Linked DNA regions of Mus musculus: region 1 is linked to region 2. The links are chromatin contacts, called in public promoter capture Hi-C maps. All regions are on one chromosome and are shown on one strand. The core of a region is the stretch at or near the end of the contact, and the rest is flanking DNA. Distances in the headings are between cores, read along the strand shown.

Region 1 (3,688 bases), core at 774-3,273, 130 kb before region 2:
ACACTTGTGCACACATACATGCCCACACACACTTGCACACATACATACCCACACATACATACCCACACACACTTGCACACACATGCACAGATGGATGAGGTACAGTCTGTGGCCTTCAGGTCCATAGAGCAGGCTTGCTGCCTCCTCACCCTGAAATGGGATGTCCTGCAAGCTCAGGCGAGCTCAGTGCCCTCGGTGTGTGCAGCCGTCCATCTGGGAACAAGGATACCAGCGTGAGTTACTGACACTCGTCACAGAGCTCACCTGCTGCGGCATCCATGAGCAGGACAGGCTGGCTTGTCAGCCCACAGCAGGTGAGGCAGGGAGGAAAGGCATGCACAGGCCAGGGGATGTGTGTGCTGGAGAAGAGGAAGCGGATAGAATGCAGTGGGAAGTAAAAAGAAGCCATGGTGCTGAGAACATGCTCACCAGACAGAAGAGAGGAGCCTCCGAGAGTGCTAAGTCTGTGATGCTACGACTCGGGGTCCTCTCTGGCACATGGGTAGATGGCCGGATGGTGAGATGAATAAGATGGATGGGAAGGGAGTGGTGGGCACAGGGTACCCTCAGGCCCCAGCTGAAGGTGGAGTTGTGTGGGAAACAGACACGGATGAGATTGGTTGACAGCAACAGTAGGAGATTCTCAGCCAGATTCCAGACAGGAACACGAGGAAGAGCTTGAATGCCCTGGGGATACAGCTCAGATGGCAAAATGTTAGACTAGCCTGAGTTCCATCCCCAGCCCCTCATAAACGGTGGAGCATCCCAGACTTGGGCAGTGGAGGCAGGAGGATGAAAGGCTCAAGGTCTTTTTAACCCCATAGCTATTTAAAGTCCAGCCCAGGATGTGTGGGACCTATCTCAACAACAAAACAAACAAAAACAAAGCCAGGGGGCTGAAGAAATGGCTCGGTGGCTAAGAGCACACACTGCTCTTGCAGAGGACACAAGTTCGACTCCCAGCACCTATAGTGATGGGCAACTCACGACTGCCACAGGGAGATCTGAGTTCTCTAGCCTCCCTGGGCACATATACATAATTAAAAAGAAAGCTCGAAAACAAAAAGTTTAGCAGAAATGAATAAGGACACGGAGTCGGTGAGCTGGAATAGGATGGGGGTGGTTCTGGGAGGAGAGGGGTAGAGGAGGGATTGTGATCGAAATACATGTGAAGTTCCCAAGGAATTCATACAAATAAAAGCCAAAAAAACAAGAGCTGAAGTGGGGACAGGATCGGGGTGAGGAGCTGAGCCCCAGGGGAAGCTGAGTAGCCCCTGACTTAGCTGCTGGGGCAACGGGAAAGGGCCAATGTCTGCGAGCCTGTGAGGATCTGCTGGCTCTCTGTGAATCTCTCCTGCAGGGAAAGAAGAACAGACAGGGAGGCCAGAAGGAAGGAGAAAGGGAACTAACCGAGGCTTCCTCAAATGTGAACAGCTGGAGAGCAACTGGAGCTTTTAGTTCCTACCTCACTGGACAAAGCAGGCTCCTGAGAACTCCCAAGAGTTGTGATATGGTCAGTGGTCAGCGAACCTGGGCCCAGTGCTGCACAGGGGGTACCAGAGGCTTCCTAAGAACACTGGAAAGCAGAGGGGCCCTCACAGCTTGCCTGAGACCCCTATTAAGGAGAGCTTGAGACCTGACTTGTGTGCTGCTGGACTCCGAGGCTACAGACTGCCATCTCACTAGGAATAAATAATATCCATCCACCCCCAGGTCTGCCAACCCACAGCCCCCTGTAAACCTTAGGTCTCAGTAATTCCTAGGTCAGCCACCACACAGTCTCCAGCAATCCCCAGGTCTGCCACCCAACAGTCCCCAGTAGTCCCCAGCAGTCCCCAGCAATCTCCAGGTTTGCCCCAGTCTCAAGTCCCCTAGATTTGAAATGCAGGCTCTCTTGCGGTCAGCTGGTTCCCAGCCTGGAGCGTTGAGCCCGTTGAGCTTGCTTGTCACAGCATCTAAAGATAGGGTACCACACAGGAAACCAGATGCTATTGGCTAACTTCGAAAATAAAGATGCCCTCATAGAGAGGGAAGCACTTGCCTCTGGTGGAGTCTGCGTGAGACTGGGTGAGTGACTGGCACTTCCTGCAGAAGTTCCCTTCCCATCTGCTCAGGTAAGTACCACGGACTCCAGACTCCTCCCATACCTGGGCGTGGGGTCAATCAGGCACAGTCACAGGGTTTCTGATGCTGTTTGCCTTCCGTGTCTATTTTCCTGAGGATACTGCAGATAAATCAGGAGAGTAAAGGACCTTTTGCACGCTCGTAACTTGAGGAGTTAGTAATTACATTTTAGGGATGTGAAAAAAAAGGTTTATATTAGATGTTACCAAAAAAGGCCTTGATATAAAATCACATCTGGGTAATTGGAAATATTGATATTCTTAAAGATCACAATTCAGATTGCCAGTCAGACTTTTTTGATCCATGCCTCTAATCCCAGCACTTGGGAAGGTGAAGCAGGAGGATCGATACAAGTTTGAGACCAGCCTAGGCTAGCTAATGAGCTCTAGGCCAGTTTAGGCTTCTGTGTGAGACCGCCTTAAACAAACAGCACCAACCATAAAAACTAGTGATTGTGGTTTTCATTTCTTTTTAAAAGGAGCTTTTATCTTCAGAGACTCATACTTGAATGTCTATAGAAACAGAATAATCTAATTCAGCCATGAAATAGGACATAGATGAAATATTAACTGGGAGTTGATAATTCCTGGAGCTGAGTGGCGGGTGCCAGGTGTTTCCTTTGATTTCCCCCCCCCCCCCCCCGGTTTTTTGAGACAGGGTTTTTCTGTGTAACTGTGACTATCCTGGAACTCATTCTGTAGACCAGGCTTGCCTTGAACTTATAGAGATCCACCTGCCTCTGCCCCCTCAGTACTGGGATTAAAGGCGTGCGCCTCCATTGCCTGGCTCCCCTGATTGTATATAGGCTTGTGAATATAAAGAGAATAATGTTATATAAATAGAGTTGCTTGCCTAGCACACAAGGAGCCCTGGGCCCTGGGCACAATCTTCAGCATCTAATAAAATTGGACTTGGTGGCACACACTGTGATCACAGCACCCTGGAGGTAAAAGGCGGGAGGTCGGAAGTGCAAGACTCTTCTCAGTGAAGCAGAATTTTGAGGCCAGCCTGGACTTTATGGGATCCTGCCTCTAAAAACAACAATAATGATGATGGTGACGGTGGTGGTGATGACGGTGGTGGTGGTAGTGGTGGTGCTGGTGGTGGTGGTGGTGGTGGTGGTGGTGGTGGTGATAAATGTTCAAAACGATGTTAGCATTTTTACTATAAATATAAATTTATGTGTCAAAAAAGCTAAGAGTGCTATGCTAAACCTGCAGAGTTGGATAGTTTTAAGGATTCCTCTTCCCCTCCCCCTCTTTTAAATGCTTTTTTGGTACCATCTTCAATAGTCATAATGAACATTTATTACATTTATAATAAACTTGTCACAAACTCATTCTTCAGTTTTATAAATGCTCAGAACCATGGCTCAGACACTTGGGCACAGACATCTGAGCTAGGAGTCGTGGTCTTAGGGAGGAAACGATAAGAACAGGCCAGGAGGGCTGGAGAGGTGGCTCAGTGGTTAAGAGCACCGACTGCTCTTCCGAAGGTCCTGAGTTCAAATCCCAGCAGCCACATGATGGCTCACGACCATCCGTAATGAGATCCGACGCCCTCT
Region 2 (3,551 bases), core at 1,000-3,499:
CTCCACTACATCTGGCCGACTGGTTGAGAAACTTGAAACCTAGAGATGTGCCTGAGAGCGAGCCTGGGCACTTTAGAGGGACTGGAGTCAGTTTTGAGGAGGGACCGAGCACTCCCACCTGGTTGTTCAAGGCCTACCGATTACATTTATCCCACATGTCCCTAATGTTAGCTACAGGGTGCTTGGACAGTTCTCAGCACCCAGGCTCTGTTTAAGCCCCACTCCCTCACATCTGAACCTTCCAGTGCTTACACCTCCCACTTCTCTTTTCCTCCAGATCCAACTTCCAAGCCCGAGACGGGTTAAACAGTCCTAGCCTTCTCTCTCTTAACAACCCATTTTATAGATAGGGATACTGAGCCTCATGGCAGGGGGCAGTGAGACACGATCTCAAAAGCTAACCTGATATATAGACTTTACAGGTTTCTGTTCATTAATGGGGGGGGGCTGGGAGGGCCAGGGGTGTTTCCATGGGAACATAGCTAGAAGCTGGCATCCAGATGCTGCTAGAAGATAAAAGCTAGGATGTTTCCCCCTGGGGTAGGAATAATGCCTCACCTTCCCCAAGGATTCCATACGCTCTGAAGAACTGCAGGGCTGGGTCGCTGCTGTACCTCTCTAGGCCCACATTCGCAGCCTGCAGCACATGGTGGAAGTACTTTTCCTGGCTGTAGTAAATGATCGAAGCCTGCATGAAAAGAAAGAACATGGTTGCCATAGCTCCCGTCCCTCCATCTTTGTTCTGGTCACGATGGGGTGAGACCCACTCCTGTTGAGGTGACCCATTCCTTCTCACGTCTACAAACAGGAAGGGAGAGGCAGCATTCAGGCCTGGCCTTCTCCTTCTGCAGCCCTGGGAAGGAAGGCGCTCCAGGGAGTTTGGCTACGGCAGAGGTTTTAGGTGACTGGGGGATGGTCAATACACCATGTAAGCTTCAAGTCAGGCTCATCCTAGGCTGGGAAGGAAGGGGACTGAGGAGTGGTCATTTTCAGGGTCTCCATGTCCTCCGCTATACACATCTTGGTATCTTTCACAGCTAAAGAAGCTGAAGCCCAGGGAGACACAGCCCATGGAGATCACACAGTAATTGGGGCTGAGATTTCAAAGCAAAAGCTCACTTCCTCTAAGGTTTGTGGGTGTTGAGTTGGGGATAGATGTGGTTAGGTCGTAAAAGCCTCATGGGCCATTTGAAAGAGCCTAGACGTCAGACAGGGTCATCAACAGGAACCAGCTCGAATGGCTTTAAGTAGGGGAGTGAAGTTTTCAGATTTTTAAAACTTTTGGCAGAGCCTGGTGTTCATGTATCCCAGACTGGCCTCAAACTCAACTATGGTGAGTTTCTGACCCTCCCTCCCCACCTCTCCGGTGCTAGGATTAAAGGCACCTACCACCACACCTGTTTTATGGCTATCAGGGCTTGGTGCATATTCTAGGAACTGAGCCAGATCCCCAGTTACCTCAAATGATATTCTAAAGAAATGACTCTGGCTGTTGCGTGCAGTGATGTGTGGGTGGCTGCAGGTGGCACATGGGTAATGCCAGGCAGTAGTGCTGGTGCAAAGAGCCCAAGTAGAGAAACCAGGCCAGAGGTGTCTAAGGGAGAGATACATGGTGGCTCTGGAGACTTTGGAAGCTGACACTTCTCGTTAGATTAGGAACAGGGTTGGAGGTGGGCATAGACCTCATAGCAGTGGAACACAGATGGCTTAGGTGGGAGGCAGATGCGATAATGGACAGGCACGGATTGGTTTGGGGGATAGGATCAGGTCTGGGTGCTAATTTGAGGCTAGGGGTGCAGAGGACACTGAGGGGAAATGCTTTGGTTAGGGAGCTGAGGAAGATGGAAGGACTTCTAGAAGCTGCCAGAGTAGTGAACAGAGGGGTAGAGGTGGTTGGGGGGTGGAAGTAGCCTAAGAGTAGAGATGGCCAGAGGGCAGGCAGCAGGGTGGATGGTGTGGCAGAGGGTGGCCCAAGGGCAGATGGCCAGAGAAAGCAGAAAGGTAACCCCAGAGCAGAAATGGTCAGAGAGCAGAGAGCTAGCCCAGGGCAGCAGTCCTGACTGCAGAAGTAGTCCCGAGCGCAGGCGGCCCAGAGTTCACGCACCATGAGAGAGGAGTCATCGCTGCTCATGGCTGCAGCCCGGCTCAGGTGATGACCGGCTGAGCGGGATTCCCAGCTCTGGCCGCCCAATTCGCAGCCCAGCTCACGGCCGGAAGTCTAAGGCGCGCGCGTCCTTGGCAACCTGGCTGCTGGCCTGTTGCTAAGAACTGTGACATCCGGGAGGGCGTGGCCTGGCCCCACGTGACTAGGCCACGCAGCAGCGGGAGAGGGCGGCCATGGGGCTAGGGGCAAGCAGCGAGCAGCCGGCGGGCGGCGAGGGCTTCCATCTGCACGGGGTGAGCCGGGGTGGTGGAAGATCACCAGGGAGGGTTGCACAGCCCCGAGGCCTGCAGTGACCTCCCTGCATGCCTTGCGAGGCCCAGCGCGTCCAAGATCCGAGGCCCCTTCTCTAAGGAGCATTGCAAGGGGCTGGGAGAGCTCGTGGGCTTTGGGAAAGCTGCTGAAGAGGGGGTGAAGTGGCCAGAATGACTGGAGCCAGGGTGGGCATTGGGACCCCAGAGTGAAACATCCCGAGACCTAGATGGGGCCCTACGTGTCACTTGCAGGGAGGTACGAGCGAACAGGCTGCTGGGAAGTATAGTCTGGTTGATAAAGAACGCCGTATGGAGTTGGGGATAGAAAGATCTTTGAACTCAGCTCCCCTGTTTTGCCCCTTTGAAAAGCAGGTAGATGCAGAGCTGTGTGGAGGCGGGCAGGTTTGTCAGGTTGTCTGGCTGTTGGGTCAGCCTGCCTGCCTTCATTCCTTCAGACAGGATCTTGGTACTTAGTTCAAGCTGTTGTTAAACTCTCAGCTGCTCTTTCTCGGTTCCTCTTAAATCTTATCTATCTATCTATCTATCTATCTATCTATCTATCTATCTATCTATCTATTTATTTTGTGGGTGTCTCATTATGTATCCCCGACTGGCCTGGAACTTGCTATGTAGGCTAGACTGGGCTGGAACCTACAGAAATCCATCTGCGTGCGCCTGCCTCCTGAGCCATTATGCCTCTCTGGTCTATGTCAAAGGAAGTCTGGAGTCAGGGCTAGGGAAGCGGTTTCTAGCTGGAGAGCCACATTGGCTTTACAGATCAAAGTGACAAGATTTGTGCTTGGGGGTTGGCAGACATTGGGATGCATCCAACCGGGGGTGTTTTAAAACAGGTTCACGGGAAGTCAGGAGTTTGGGATCTTTGCACAAGGGCTGAGGGAAGTGAGGTGGTGGGGGTGGTGGACGGAGTGAAGGCAAGGGGGGCTGGTTAAAGGGGGACAGGTTGATCAGGTCAGAGGATGAGGACCCGTTACAGAGATGTGTTTTTGGTGTGTGTGTTGTTTTTGTTTGTGCACACGAGTGTGCAAACCAGAGGTTTTAGATCCCTTTAAGTTGGAGTTATAGGCATTTGGGAGCTGTCACACTTGCATGCTGGGGACTCAACCCAGGTCGTCTGA

What was found. Capture Hi-C pulls out chosen DNA fragments and counts their contacts.
Region 1: a promoter capture Hi-C map of adipose tissue shows a contact between it and region 2. The contact joins the promoter of Cx3cr1 here to the promoter of Ttc21a in region 2. A contact is called at or near these places in 3 of 39 promoter capture datasets (cranial neural crest, macrophages and pre-B cells), 8 of 484 Hi-C or Micro-C datasets (the AML12 cell line, CD8 T cells, Th1 cells and 4 more), 6 of 115 datasets of contacts at active chromatin or transcription factors (double positive thymocytes, effector CD8 T cells, embryonic stem cells and 2 more) and 4 of 9 other capture datasets (adipose tissue, embryonic stem cells, liver and 1 more).

Annotation. Positions count from the first base shown.
Region 1 is chr9:120,066,631-120,070,318 of GRCm38.p6, reverse strand. Cx3cr1 (chemokine (C-X3-C motif) receptor 1) reads left to right here and starts at 2,023. Exons shown (of 2, transcript NM_009987.4): 1 at 2,023-2,114. It overlaps Gm33858 (a long non-coding RNA gene), which reads right to left. Exons shown (of 3, transcript XR_003948274.1): 2 at 430-2,224; 3 at 1-213.
Region 2 is chr9:119,936,304-119,939,854 of GRCm38.p6, reverse strand. It overlaps Ttc21a (tetratricopeptide repeat domain 21A), which reads right to left and starts at 2,249. Exons shown (of 29, transcript NM_028735.3): 1 at 2,105-2,249; 2 at 559-688. The coding sequence starts at 2,131. It overlaps Gorasp1 (golgi reassembly stacking protein 1), which reads left to right and starts at 2,297. Exons shown (of 9, transcript NM_028976.2): 1 at 2,297-2,397. The coding sequence starts at 2,338.